Linked DNA regions of Mus musculus: all the other regions are linked to region 1. The links are chromatin contacts, called in public promoter capture Hi-C maps. All regions are on one chromosome and are shown on one strand. Each heading gives the region's core, a stretch centred on a gene start, on an enhancer-like site or on the middle of the called end of the contact. The rest is flanking DNA. Distances are from core to core; before and after follow the strand shown. Region 1 holds the start of Ammecr1 (Alport syndrome, mental retardation, midface hypoplasia and elliptocytosis chromosomal region gene 1). Region 2 holds the start of Nxt2 (nuclear transport factor 2-like export factor 2). Region 3 holds the start of Acsl4 (acyl-CoA synthetase long-chain family member 4).

Region 1 (4,798 bases), core at 996-3,495:
CTAAAAGTCACCCCAGCCACCCAAGAGAAGGCCACTAATAAGTGACTTGACCTAAGTATCTCACAGATTTCCTTTTAACATGAATTTTACCTCTTAATGAAAAATAAATAGGCCAATTAAAGGTGGAGATTTAGGATTTAAGCTCCTAGAATTCACATTAGGAACTTTCCAAACGCCCCTCATTCACTCCACAGTGTCCACCTGGGCACCTTCTCGTCCATTCCTCATGAAACCTAAAGAAATGTCCGGAGCACAGCGGAGTCCGACAAAATTAAAGGCATTTTAAAGAATGAAAGCAAAGAAAACAAACAATACAAACGCACAATTTCCAGGACACTTTATTGCAATTTCCACTTTACATATTAATTTAATATTTTAGTAGCGTCAGACTACTATAATTATCCAGCAGTAGTAGTTCGTTCTTCTAATCTCACAAAATGAGAGGCAGCAAGTTAAAATGAACATCAATTCATGTCTTTACGCTGTGGGAAACAAGGAGCTCTTGGGCAGAAGGGATGGGGTTGATGGTTTTCAGTATGAGTGTGCTTAATTTTTTTTTTCTGTATTTTTCTTGTGGATGCCAGTAGTCATAATAAAAACAATCGTCCCTTTTCCCATTCTGCCTTCCTTTGTACTTTACATTCTGTCTAGCATTTAACTCAGAAAGTCAGTTTACACTCAGTTTACACATTTTAAAAGAAAAACCATATGCCCCATCTCCCACACATCCAAATGGACAGAGATTAGAAGTAACCTGGCTTTTAGCCTGTAACAGTGCTATTTTAAACAATTTCAACCATATACTTGAAGGATAAAATAATGTAAAGTTACAAAAGCCAAAGGAAATCGTAAAAATGCCTACACATGTACTGGGTTAACTATTCCTCGAATCATTGAGTTTAACATAGGTTGCTTAAATGTGAAATCTACACAAAAGCGAACGCACGCTTGGTACATATTGACAGTGCCTCTTTGGGGACAACATTCTTTGAATGTGCTATACCAAGACACTGGAATGAAGAAGGAAGAGGGAAAAAAAAAAAAGGTCTCACTCTCAACTGTGAGGTGGTGCGCTAGCTTCACTAGAAATGCATTTTAATGGGTACGTTCAGATAAAAATAGGTAGTAAGGCAAAAGGTGTTTTAAGAAACCTCTCCCCTCCCCGAGGAACAGGGAAACCCGGAGGAAAAGATGGGCAACCTCCCTGGAGATCGAGAGCTAAGTTCCATCACTAGCAGAATAGAAGTTAGATCACTGCTATTTTTCACCCTGCAATGGGATAGTAGCTCTCCATGTGCAAGGTACGCGGGGCGGGAATACTGGCGGGGCTTTCACGTGGGGCAATGGCGAGTAAAGTGAGGAGAGGTCGGTACCGACAGTGATCCAGATCGCCCCAGACGCTGGTGGGGTGGAGGGTGAGGGGTAGAAAGGATCGAAGGGAAGGGGCAAAACTCCTGGAAGTTAGCGCAAAGAGGAAGCGGGAGCAGTCTGGAAGCCAGGGGGGCCATGGCTGGCAAAGCAGCCCCCTGCTCCGAGGGTAGGGTGCTCTCCTCGTGGAGCAGAGGAGCGCCGAGGGCCCCCCACGGGTCGGGCGACTCTGGGGACCCTAGAGGCAGGAGGGACAGAGGGGCACCCGCGAACAGGAGGCGGAGGACTTACACTTTGCCTCAACTCTGAGCCCCATCCCGAGCCCGGGGGAAGAGGGCGACGGGGAGCGCGGTACTCACTAGGGCTCGTTGGTGAAGCGGGGGGTCCGGGGCTGCTGGTATCCGTACAGGTGACAGTAGAGCACATCGAAGCAGAAGCAGCACATCTCCGCTGACACCACCATCTTCCGGGAGCCGGGGGATGAGGACGAGGAGGACGGCGAGGAGGCGGTGGCGGCGGCCGGAGTAGAAAGTAGGGTTCCCACTCCGCAGCTCAGAGGTGGAGACAGCGAGATGCCCCCGCCGCCGCTGCCGCTGCCGCCGCCGCCGCCGCCGCCGCCGCCGCCGCCGCAGCCCTGAGGGGGAGAGAGGGGACAGCCACCGCCGCCGCCGCTGCCGCCGCCGCCGCTCAGCCCGCCCAGTCCGTTGAGCCGCGTCCCGGCGCCTCCTAGTCCCAGCTCCCCGGCTCGGCACTGGCTCTCCCCGCTGCAGTGAGAGGAGGAGGAGGCGCCACCACCACCACCCGAGCCGGAGGGGGGCGAACTGGACAGTTTCTGCTTCTTCACCCCACAGCAACCCGCCGCCATCTTGGAACAGTCTCCCCCACGCAGCGCTTCCGACCCATAAGTGAGGCGAGCTGGCGGCGGGGGCGAGCACGCTGCGGCCCCGGCCGCCGGGGGCGCGCCGGGGGCTCGCGGTCTGCGCGCACACGCGGCTCGGCGGCCCGGGCTGCCCAGCCCCGCCAAGGCTCTCGGGCGTGCTCGCGCCCCCGCCTGCGGCGCGCGCCACGAGCTTTGGTGGCTTGGCGCCTACGGTGGGTCCCGCCCGACTCGCGCCTCCTGGGAGCCGGGTTCCTGGCGGAGGATGGAAGGCGGAAAAGCGAAGGGAAAGGCAAAAAAAAAAAAAAAAAAGAAAAAAGAGAGAGAGAGAGAACAAGACTTGGAGGAGTGGGAGGAAGAAGAGGAGATGGGCGAGCTCCAAGAAGAAGCAGGGGGACAGAAACTAGTGAAAGGGGGAAAGAAAGGAGAAAGTCTGAAATAAGCATCCAAGTTCCAAAGCGCACCTTGGTGATACCCCATTGCATGTAGTGTTAGTGACACTCGAGCCCAGTTAGGTGGAACCTGAGCCACCCGGCCTCAAATACACTGGTTCTGAACTGTTAAGAGTGTGAGCAAGCAGGTGCTCCTTGGAGCTCCACACCTGAGACAGCCACTGTAAAAGCCATCCGGGAAATGGCCACACGACAGTGTCTTTAACGCTAACCTAGCCAGACACCACAGTTTTTCTGAGATTTTGCTAAAAAAATGCAAAACTTTAATCTTTCTAATTGACAAATATTAAAGTCCAATTCAATGTGTATATCTTGTATATCCCTCCATCTTCTCCTCGTAGTCCAGAGAGACCATTAAAAAGCAAGAATACATATATAAATACGTGCCTCACAAACACCCCACAGAATCAAAGATGTTCCTTGTGTTTTCAGACTTACAGCCATGGGCTTTTCGGGTTTGGAACTCGAAAACAAAGAGATTCGAAAACAAAGAGATTCGAAATATAAGTGCAATGTCCAGACCTTGGAGATAAATATATAAGTCAGGTAGTGTCACTTTAGTTGCAAGTTAGAAGATTTTGTTCAGATGTATAATGAGACAATTCTTAATTCTCAGTTTTAAGAAATTGTCTCAAAACTCTTTGAATGAATGGGGAGGTGTATGATTGAGTCAGTCCTGTTTTGGGCACTTAAGAAGGGGCTGTAAAATGACAATAGCCAGCTGTAAAAATTCATTTAAAAATAAACCAAGTAGAAAATAACTGATCTCCATTGTGTCTACATGGTGTCAAAATACCCCCCCCCCCAAAGTCAGGAGTCTGTCTGTCTGCAAACAGTAGAGGGTGGATTTTGGCACCTTTGATCTAAGTGTGTGGGACCTTACAAACAGGTGAGAGCATTTTTATTAAACTCAAGCTGTAGAAAAGAGAGGCTTGTTCGCATACTAACTAACCATTGAGCCTCTGTTTACACCCTAGTGCACTTCTGGTAAAATCAGAGACATGTGCAAAAAAATATGTATGTTTCCCACTCTTATATTTATAAATTAAGTCAGACCTGTGGATCTGGTCAGAAAAATTGCAGCTATTTACTAAGCACTTTTTAGGTGGCAGTATTATACCTATCTTACACAATCATTCTAGAAAGTACTATATCATCTCACTTGATCTTCCCGGGAAGAATGTGAAATTCCTCAGTTAAAACGTTAAGTAGCTTGTCCCAACGTTACACATGTAGAAAGGGACCGAATCATGATTTAAATGCAAGCATATCCCATTCTTAAACCTGTGTCACAGAGCTGGAGGTTTAGATGGTCAATGGTAGAGTGCTTGCCTGACAAATGCTACACTAGTGCTCAGTCACAGTATATAATACAAAATTAGTTAGAAAAAAAAGTGACATTATACTCTAGTCAAGTAGTACCAAGAAGTGAAAAGTTTGTTTCTATGGATTGAAAGCTTGAAAAATACTGAGATATGTTATCAAGAAAGAAATGCATCTCCCCCCTCCCCCCCAAAAAACCCTGTATGAAATGGAGAGATCAATGAGGATAGCTAAATACTATCTATACACACACACACACACACACACACACACACACACACACACACAGAGAGTTGGGCAGAGTGGCACATACCTGTAATCCCAGTACTTAGAAGACTAAAGCAAAAAGTCACAACTTCAGCGTTAAGGTTAACACAAGCTACGTAGCAAAGACCTTGTGTCAAAAAAAAAAAAAAAATCAGACAGTAAGAGAAAGCAGAATTAGAGGAGGAGGAGGAGGAGAAGGAAGATTTAACTGGTTTGGGATAAAGGAGGCAAATAACTGTTATAAGCTACTATTGGAGTAAAAGTGTGCCAATTCTTTTGTCATGTGGAAAAAGAGAAAACAAAGTACTTGTAAAAATTAAAAGTACCATAACTGATACACTGTGGATTTTGTTTTTGCTTTGTCCTTATTCTACATATGAGCCTACTTTTTGGAACGGAATCAGCATTATACTTAGGATACATGTATTGAATTAAATAACACTGCACATGAGTACAACTGTTATACTTCAATTAAAGAAATTAGTTTGAAAAGAAAGAAAAAGAAAATCAT
Region 2 (4,798 bases), core at 1,205-3,704, 740 kb before region 1:
ACTGAAGAAAAGTCAAAACCAATATAACAATGAACAGTAGTTAATTTATCAGGAAACGTAATTTCTTAAAATTTTCTTAAATTTTGGAGAGAACTCTGTAAAAAATAAATTAAAAAAACACATCAAGATAGGCTTAAAATATTAGAACTATGGTGGTGGGGAGAGAGTGATTAAATATAAAAAGGAGAGGTAAGAGTGAGGGGGAGGAGCGCAGGAGGGAAGAAGGAACAGGGAAGGGGATTAGAAAGGCAAAGACAGAGAGAGATGGTGGGGTAGAAAATGTTTTAGAGAGTGGCCAAAACTAGATATTCAAAATTCATTACGTGGAATTCCTTTAAACCTTATTAGTACATACTTGATTTTTTGCCATTTTTGTTATTAAGCTTTGCAGTGGTATTATGGCCACTAAGTTCACTGCTTAGCAGCTAGAGCTTTGCACAATGCCTGGATCACAGTAAATGATTATAAATACTTGTGGATAGAATAAAGAATAAGAGGAGAACCAAACATTAATAAAAAAATCCAAAGATCCACACATAACTGATTGAGAAAATTATGGAATTGAAATAAACTGGAATAAAATTAGTTTAAATTTTGGACTTGAGTTTCTGAGAAACCCGAGAAACATGCAGACCATTCTCATTTTCACTATTAGTCAAATTCAGTATGTATAATTCATCTCCATAAAAAAGCTAGAACTGAAGATACAGACTTGTGATTCATTAGCATATAAAGAACAGTGGGGCATCTTGTGGGAGCAGCCGCGCCGGAAGTTATAAGAATTATAAGAATACAGGAAGTAAGCCGGGCTTGGTGGCACATGCCTTTAATCCCAGCACTCGGGAGGCAGAGGCAGGCGGATTTCTGACTTCTAGGCCAGCCTGGTCTACAGAGTGGGTTCCAGGTCAGCCAGGGCTATACAGAGAAACCCTGTCCCGAAAAAAAAAAAAAAAAGAATACAGGAAGTGAGCATCATCGCCGACAAAAAAAAAAAAAAAAAAAAAAAAAAAAAAGTGAAGTAACTAAGGCGCACGCGCAGTGACGTTCAGTTGCTCAGCTTTGGAGAAGTGAGCGGTAACCGTTAGTGGGATAGTGAGAGCTGACGGAGGATAAAGATATGAAAAAATTTCGAAGTAACTGGTCCAATGGGGACCAACATTTTGGAAACTCGGGCAGTTCCTGGGTGGAGCCACAAATCAACTACAAATAGTAAGTTTATAGAAATATTTTGATTCAAAAATTAGAAGTCCGGCGGTAGCCGCTTTGAAATCATTGGTTTTTTTAAAAAATGGCAGTGATATTTAAAAATGGGAATGGGTGGGTAGGGAAGTGGGGGACTTTTGGGATAGCATTGGAAATGTAATTGAGGAAAATACGTAATAAAAAAAAAATGGCAGTGGGAACCGGGCGGTCGTGGGAGCCGGGCAGTCGTGGCGCACGCCTTTAATCCCAGCACTCAGGAGGCAGAGGCAGGCAGATTTCTGACTTCGAGGCCAGCCTGGTCTACAGAGTGAGTTCCAGGACAGCCAGGGCTATACAGAGAAACACTGTCTCGAAAAAAAACAAAAACAAAAAACAAAACAAAACAAAACAAAAACCAAAAAACAAAAACAAACAAAAAATGGCAGTGGAGTAGTGAAACATTACTTGTACTTAAATCCTAGGTAGTCGCTGGTTAATCACTTTTTTAAATAGACTGATAAGAAAATAATATTTAACTTATAGTTGTCATAAATAATTGAGTATGAGTAAAAATGTTTAGAAACGTGCTTGTGATCACTACTAAACTGTTTCTTGTCCTGCTGTTCTTGAATACGCTGTGGAAACACACACCGTAGGGTTTAGGGGGGTAGTCCTTGTTATATAATCCCCCCAGAGTGGCGAGAATCCGTGAAATGCTTGTATATTAAACCGTGAGAAATTGTAGGCAGCCCAGCGAAGCTTAGTGGCCAAGGCTCAAAATGGAGAACATTTTAGAACTTTAAACAGTTTTTAAACCCCACTGGCCGTACTTTAAACAGTTTTCAGCACCCCCTGTACTTTAAAATTTTTCAGCCCTCGTGCAGTTGGCGGTTGGTGTTACTTTCCATAAGTTCTGCCCCCTTTTCCTATTGGCTACGGACATAGATTCCCCCCCCCCCCGTTTCTCGTTGGCCTTCAAATTTTGGCCCCGCCTCCTCGTGTGAAGAGGTTCCCACCCAAAATTGAATATTTAATATTAACTTGTGCCAGGACAGGTAGCTGGGAACTTGAGATGTATTTGTTTTCCATATTAAGCTTACAAAAGCAAGGTCCTCCCCTTCTGTTTTGTTGGGGTTTTGGGGGGATGGTGTAGGTTGGTTAGTTTTTTCGTTTATCTGTTTCTCTTATGGTAAATAAACAGTTTGCAAGTAATTTAAAACGGATGGGCGGGATCACTCGGAACTGAAGGGAAACGCTGCTTAAAGTTGGAACATCGGGGTGATTTTAACACCGGACTGAGCTACTTCCGGGGGACAATGGGCGGGTTGAGAAATCTGTGCCATTGGCGAGGTTCGTTTTGTTGCTAAACATCTCATCCTTCCACAGCCAAAGGACCCAGACGAGCGCGGAAGTGCGGACATCTCCGGGGCCAGCTCTGGAGCAGACCATTTCCAGCCCCCTGATGGCCTTGGCAGTGGTGAGTGCGTGACACCTCCTGGCGCCCGCGGCTTGGCCGAGGAGCAAGCAAGCTAGGGCTCGGGCAGCGGAGGGGAGGGGAGGGCAGCGGAGGGGAGGGCAGCCGAGGGGAGGGCAGCGGAGGGGAGGGCAGCCGAGGGGAGGGGAGGGAGAGGGGAAGGGAGGGGAGGGGAGGGGAGGGGGGAGGGGAGGGGAGGGAGAAGGGAGGAGGCGCGAGCATGAGCGAGTGGCGAATCAGGCTCCAGCCCGCCAGCCCCTGGGGCGGAGCTCGCGCCCTCCGCCCGCCCCCTGCTCCGGAGATGGAGCGGCTGGTGGGAGTCCAGCAGCCTGTGTGAGGATGCAGCTCTGTGGCCGGTGGCTTTAGGTGGCCCTCTTTCCGTTGGCGCTTAAAGATAGATAGATAGATGATAGATAGATAGATAGATAGATAGATAGATAGATAGATAGATAGATAGATAGATAGATAGATAGATAGAGCAAGCAAAAGCTCCGGATCCCTGAAAAAGGGTGGCGATTGTTTTTATTTATTTCAAAGACTAGAACTGCCTCCACAAAAGGGTTACTTCATCAGGGATACTCTGGTGAGAATGGATCTGAGGGGTTTCATTTCTTAGGTTCTGCAATTCACTTCCAGACACGAGTGAGTGGTTATATAACGTAAGAAAAATGTCTCCGTGAGGCTGCTTAGACGTTCACTTCTATTTTGACAGGTTTTTTTTTTTTTTGGTTTTTTTGTTTGTTTGTTTGTTTTTTAATCGCAGTAGCTTTTGAGCTTGGTCATAAGCGCTTGAAATGAAGCGCTTTGCTAGCCTACTCAATAATTGCCCACACTTCACACCTAGGGTCCCTGCCTCTGCACATCTCCGAGTTACAGATACATGCCAAGCAAAGAACCAAGATTCATATGTGACGAATGAAAAGATGGGAGATGAATGTGTTTTAAAGACATACACCTAAAACTAGCAGCAGATTTTCAAGCAGAAATTTGTGCCTTAATCTTAATACTCAAATTTATGTCATAGGAGTGGAATTCAAATGCAGCTTTAGAATGATGAGCATAAATTGACAACTTCTTTTGTGTATTTTGTGCTTGAGGGGGGATTGGTGGAATTATAATCTACATTTGTGAATATTTTCTCGTAGAATTTTAAAACTTATGTGGATCAGGCATGTAGAGCTGCCGAGGAATTTGTCAATATTTACTATGAGACAATGGACAAAAGACGACATGTGAGTTTTATAGTCTCTATTGTTCTTTGTTTAAATTTTATTTTTAAAATACCATTTATCTGACCTGCATATGTAATTATGGTGCACAAGTTCTTGAAGAGTTGCTTTCATTTGAGTACAGTTTGGTGGATTGTTTTTATGTTGTTGTTCTTTTTTCAGTTTTGGTGTTGTTTTATTTTGTTTTATTGGTTTGGTTTGGGAAGTGTTTTGTTGTATTAAGTTTTTGTTTGGGTTTTTTGAAACCCAAACATGTTGGAAGGCTGGGGAAAAGATCTGGTGGGACTTGGGGGAGAGAAAGAATATGATCAAAATATATTTAAATTTAAAAACGTTTAAATAAAAATATAAAAAGAAAACGAGTTGCTTATAGAGGGCATGGTAAGGTATTGGTGGGGATATCAGCTCTGGAATCATAAGTTTGACTTTACCTAGTTCCATGTTCATAGGCAAAGTCCCAAGTTTTCTTTACCTCGTTTTATTTTTAAATAGAAAAAATTGCGGTGCTGAAAATTGAACTCGGGGCCTTAACAGATTATGCAAGTACTTTACCACTGTCCTATATCCCCAGTTCGGAAATTAAACACTTCATATAACTGGGTCCAGCACACCTGTATATAAATAGTTGATTTTTTCTTAGTCCCTCGAATTAACATAGTTAAAGAAATTATGATGGTGTGGAATGGTGTGTCATTGCAGGGACATCTGTTGGTCTGCTTAAGATTCTCAGTTGTAGCTGGTGCTCACAATAAGAATTCCAGGAATAGACATGCTTTTAGTTTTCAATAGATCAAGGTCTCACTTTTTTTTTAAATCTTCATTGTAATTTATTCCTCAACTCTATTTTTATAGTATTTTATGTGCATTTGTATTTTGCCTGCATGTATGAACTGGAGTTAGATAGTTGTGAACT
Region 3 (4,798 bases), core at 1,230-3,729, 580 kb before region 1:
TTCATCTGCGAGTAGAAATTAACCTAATATTTGTAAAACTCACTCCCTCTGAATTTATGCACTTGAACAGTCGGAATGAATTTAAGAATTAATCATCTTGTTTTGGCCTTTGTTTTGTTTTGTTTTTGAGACAATGGTTCTCCGTGTTGGCTTTGGCTCTCCTGGAACTCACTGTGTAAAGCAGGCTAGCCTTTAATTTAGATATCTGACTCAAACTCAGATTTGCCAGCCTCTGCTCCCCATCTCTGCCTTAGCCTCCACCTCCTCTGCCTGGGCCCCGCCTCCGCCTCAGTCCCCCGCCGCCTTGGCCTTGGCCTTGGCCTTGGCCTTAGCCTCTGCCTCACACCACCTTGACCTACACCTATACCTAAGCCTCCCCAGTGCTGGGATTAAAGTCCTGGACCACTACCCGAGCTAAGAACTAATTAATACTCTATTGATTAAAGCTAGTCTATGAAAACTTTGAGATGATATTCTATCATCTTTGAGATGATATTCTATATATGATATAACAAGATTCAGCCCCAGCCTTAATGTGAAGTGCACTAAAATACATATGTCTTCATAAAAAAAATCTTAGTTTTTTAAAAAACGGAAGCCAAAAGGAGGGGATTTATGGATCATCCTGCCAACCATACAGTCACTTAATTTATATATGTGAAAACTAAGAAAAGTGCCCTGTTCAAGGTGTATATAGCTAGTATAGCTGAGAGGCTGGAGTTGGAGCATCTCCAGAAGTCTGGATTCAGAACAAGATTTTGTTCTTCCTCCACCCATCACATCTCTACCCAACACAGTAAAACTCTTTATATCTGATTGATGCCAAGGCCCTTTATCCCAATTTGCACATATATTGACAATATAATACTGGTTGCTCCATGGAAATGGCAGAGATCATAAATTTGAACAGGAGTCTACCATGTTTCACACTTTTGCACACTCCGCTGAAAAGATGAGCTATGTTTGCAATTTAAGGAAAGAGGCCTCACATTTCAAATTTTGCTTGACCTGCTCAGTAGCAGCACTGTAATTGATCTCCACTTGGTGGTTTATACATTAAGAATATTTGGAAGCCTTGCTTACTGCAAGTACAAAAAGAAAAAAAAACAAAAAACTAAAGTTACAAGTGCAGGAAATGGCTTTCTTGGGTTAACTATCTGTAAAAACATGTCACTAAGCATGAATTTACAGGTTCAAGAGACAAAATATGAGAAGGAACCTCGGTTATGCTTGAATCCAACTGCATGACAGCTGAGCATATTTCCACAGAAGAGGAAACTTAGTGGTTGATTAAAACCATGAACCAGTAAAGCAAACTGCTTACTTCTTCAACAAGGTTCATTTCCCCTTATTCCCATCCCTACCGTCGTTTCTACTGAGTGAGAATTGACGATTTTTTTAAGAGGAAAAGTACGAATGAGCAAATTAATTTCAAAAGGATGGAAAAATGTCTTCGAAGGAGATGCTAGAGTAAAAGGAGAAATGACGTCTGATTTCAAATATGTAACCAGTTAGGCAATGAATCACATTCTCCTAGGTTTTTCTGTCTATAGACATCAGCCAGCCACAGATCTTTTCGGTACTCGAATGAGAGGAAGAGGAAGTGAATAAACCTAATATTAACTATACAGCACCTACTGATCGTGGAGATAAAGACGGGAAGAACACAGGGTACAAGCTGCAGCTATGATCCAGCTGTTTGCTAACATACGTAAAGGTATGGATGCTGAGAGAGTATCTATCGAAAGCGAAGGCACCCTCCCCAAATTCAAGAAAGCAGCTGTTTCTAGAACCAAAGACACCACCGCCGCCGCCGCCACCACCACCCGCGAGCGCCCGGACCCTGTTACAGAGTGTCAAGGGAGGGGACAAAATGGAGCTGAGGTCTAGGGGCGACCTAAAGGTCGTTTGGAGGTCTAGCAGGCACTTGGTGTGCTCAAGTCAACTGAGTCTTGGCAAAGCCCGGTACCCCCAGGAGGAAGAGTTCTCTCAGGCTCTCAGGGTACAGCGGGGGTACAGGGAAGAGCCAGGTGGGGTTCTGGAGGATCCCAGAAAGCATCAGAGGAGATAGTGACGGTGGTTCTCTCCATGAGCCAGCGGCCGCAGCCGGAAAGCCGAGCGCCCACCCCCACCCCCCAAACCCCGACCTCCAGCCGGCTCAGGTGAGGATCCGGGAGCACGTCAGGAATAGGGGACTCTCCGGGGCAAGGGCGCAGCAGCCGCATCCTCCCCAGCCTAGGATCACTCACCGAAGGTGCTGCCTCGCTCGCTACGAGTCTGCCACTGGGTCCCGGCCTTAAGAGGAAGGAAGCTCCTGGAGAGGAGCTCGCGTGCCCGCTAGCTCTGGAGCTGCCTGGCAAGGAGGGGCGAGCCGCGGAGACCAGTGGAAAAAAAAAGAGAGAGAGAGGGAGAGAGCCGCAGCGGCGCGCGCGCAACCCGGACAGCCAGCGGAGGCGGGGTCCGGCGCGAGCCCGGAAAAGACGAGCCCGGAGGGGCGGGCGGAGCGGGGGAGCTCGGTGGTGTGGCTGAGCCCGCCGAATCGCAGGCGGCCTCTGGCTCGGCCCACCCACACGCCCGCCTCCGCTCACTAAGGACGTCACCGCCAAAAAGGCGGAGCCCGATCGGGCTTGCAGCTGCTGCAAAGGAGGAGGGCTGCTTCCGAAGGGTCGCAGGTCGCCTAAAGCCTCCCTTGAGCCCGCAGCCACCATGCCGCTCCCGCAGTGCTGGGCAAAATAGCCCACGAGGGCTTAGCGCCCAGTAGTCTAGAGCCGCAGAACTGGCCCACGCCCTAGCGGGCTACCCGGGACTCCACCCAGGATGAAAGTTCCCCCGGGGTCATCTTCCAGCTGCCCTTAGTTAGATACCTATCTTTGGACTGCCTCGTGCTTCCTATGGGAGAGAGATCTTAACCTAGCTCCTGAAAGCCAAAGCCTTCTATCCTTTTATCTGTTGCCTTGAGCTGTATTAAGATTCCCTGCTCACTCGGGCTTATGAAATATTTCCTGAAGGCAGGGTTTTGCGCGTCACTCAGCAAAAGAGCCCACAACTGATAAAAAGTCAGTGCAGTACCGTGAGATTCTATTGCTTCTGAGACTTCTTGATAAAGGCCATTTTAATCCCCCCAAGAATTGAGAAATTATTGTTCGTAATAAATTCCAAAAGGTATCTCAGGACTTCAAGACAAAACTGTAATTGCGAATAATAAGCCACAACAAACTACCAAGAATAAGTTGCCAGAAGAAATTCTATTCTTCCAGTTCCATGACCGGCTGCTTTTTTGCTTCCTGTTACGGCTGTTTTACTAGCTACTTTTCATTTCTCTTACAGAATGACTGTGTCTGCTACACACACGTACAATAGCTTGCCTCACATTGCTGGCTTCAGTAGTGCTTTAGGCTTTGTGTGTCATAATCATCTGGGATGTTTGTTCCAATGGGAATACCTGGAGAAATAATCCTCAGATGTTTTGATGTGGGTTTTGATTTGGTGAAATTTTTTAATTTTGGATTTTTAAGAAGCACCCCTGCCGGGCGTGGTAGCGCACGCCTTTAATCCCAGCACTCCGGAGGCAGAGGCAGGCGGATTTCTGAGTTCGAGGCCAGCCTGGTCTACAAAAGTGAGGTCCAGGACAGCCAGGGCTACACAGAGAAACCCTGTCTCGAAAAGCCAAAAAAAAAAAAAAAAAAAAAAAGAAGAAGAAGAAGAAGAAGAAGCACCCCGAATGACAGTATTAGTGTGCCTGGCTGAGAGCAGAAATGTCCAGCTTGTTTGAATGTTGTTCTACAGCTGTAGCACTCATTTCATTTCCAATAGAGCCACCAACTTGGGTATAAGGCACTCATGTGCTTTTCCTTTCACAAGATTGACCTAGAAAGTTCAGGACTTCAAACAACAAACTTAATTGTCATCTTTATTTTTATGAGACCTTGTTGTAATGCCAGAAACAGATAATTATTAGTTGGCTATATAGTCCACTAGGTACCTACAGTGTACAGAAACCTGTCATTTATCCCAGAGTTAATACCAAAAAAAAAAAAAATTGAAGGAACAAACCATCTATTCCTCCAACAAACCTAGAGTTTCGTAATGGAATTAAAACAAAAGTACCACACAGACCCAGTGTTCGATATAAATCAACCTGTTAGCCCAAGCAGAAAAAGAACTTGTAATATAAATACCTTTTCTAGTTTCCTTCATCATCAGTCACGTAGCCCAGACATTTTTAATTAACTCTTCTGAACTCAGTAGTCCTCAGCTTACAGAAGTCCCTCAAAATTTACAAGGACTAAATAGAGGAGAAAAGCTATCAGGTTTTGAGTGTGAGTGTGTGTGTGTGTATGTGTGTGTGTGTGTGTGTGTGTGTGTGTGTGTGTGTGTATCGCACACATATATATCGGACCAAGAAGTTACTTGTATTTTCAAAATCTTTATCACTTAAACTATTAATTAGTGCCCACAATGTCCTGGTCAGCTTTATCACCTACCAGATCTTTTCCTTCATATTTAACCACACCCAGGATAAAGAAAAAACATTACTCCAACAAGAGGTAAAATAGCCAGGCATGGTGGCACACTTCTGTAATCCTGGTACTTGGGGGGCAGAAGCAGGTGTAGATCCATGAGTTCAAGGCCAGCCTGCTCTACAGAGTGAGTTCCAGGACAGCCAAGGCTACACAGAGAAACCCTGTCTTGAAAAATCAAAGAGAGGAGGGGGGAGGGGAGACACTGTGTCAAAGAAGAACAAAACTAAGAGCAGGGAGAAGTGGCACAGGTCTGTGATCCCAGCTCTGTACACTAA

What was found. Promoter capture Hi-C pulls out the DNA fragments that hold promoters and counts their contacts.
Region 2: a promoter capture Hi-C map of pre-B cells shows a contact between it and region 1. The contact joins the promoter of Nxt2 here to the promoter of Ammecr1 in region 1. A contact is called at or near these places in 7 of 39 promoter capture datasets (the C10 cell line, the HPC-7 cell line, hippocampal neurons and 3 more) and 1 of 484 Hi-C or Micro-C datasets (embryonic stem cells).
Region 3: a promoter capture Hi-C map of pre-B cells shows a contact between it and region 1. The contact joins the promoter of Acsl4 here to the promoter of Ammecr1 in region 1. A contact is called at or near these places in 5 of 39 promoter capture datasets (the HPC-7 cell line, erythroid cells, hippocampal neurons and 2 more), 4 of 115 datasets of contacts at active chromatin or transcription factors (astrocytes, embryonic forebrain, embryonic stem cells and 1 more) and 1 of 9 other capture datasets (liver).

What each region holds. Positions count from the first base shown.
Region 1 is chrX:142,964,481-142,969,278 of GRCm38.p6, forward strand. Ammecr1 (Alport syndrome, mental retardation, midface hypoplasia and elliptocytosis chromosomal region gene 1) reads right to left here and starts at 2,246. Exons shown (of 6, transcript NM_019496.4): 1 at 1,728-2,246. The coding sequence starts at 2,233.
Region 2 is chrX:142,225,723-142,230,520 of GRCm38.p6, forward strand. It overlaps Nxt2 (nuclear transport factor 2-like export factor 2), which reads left to right and starts at 2,455. Exons shown (of 4, transcript NM_172782.4): 1 at 2,455-2,659; 2 at 3,802-3,888. The coding sequence starts at 2,645.
Region 3 is chrX:142,388,056-142,392,853 of GRCm38.p6, forward strand. It overlaps Acsl4 (acyl-CoA synthetase long-chain family member 4), which reads right to left and starts at 2,480. Exons shown (of 16, transcript NM_207625.2): 1 at 2,250-2,480.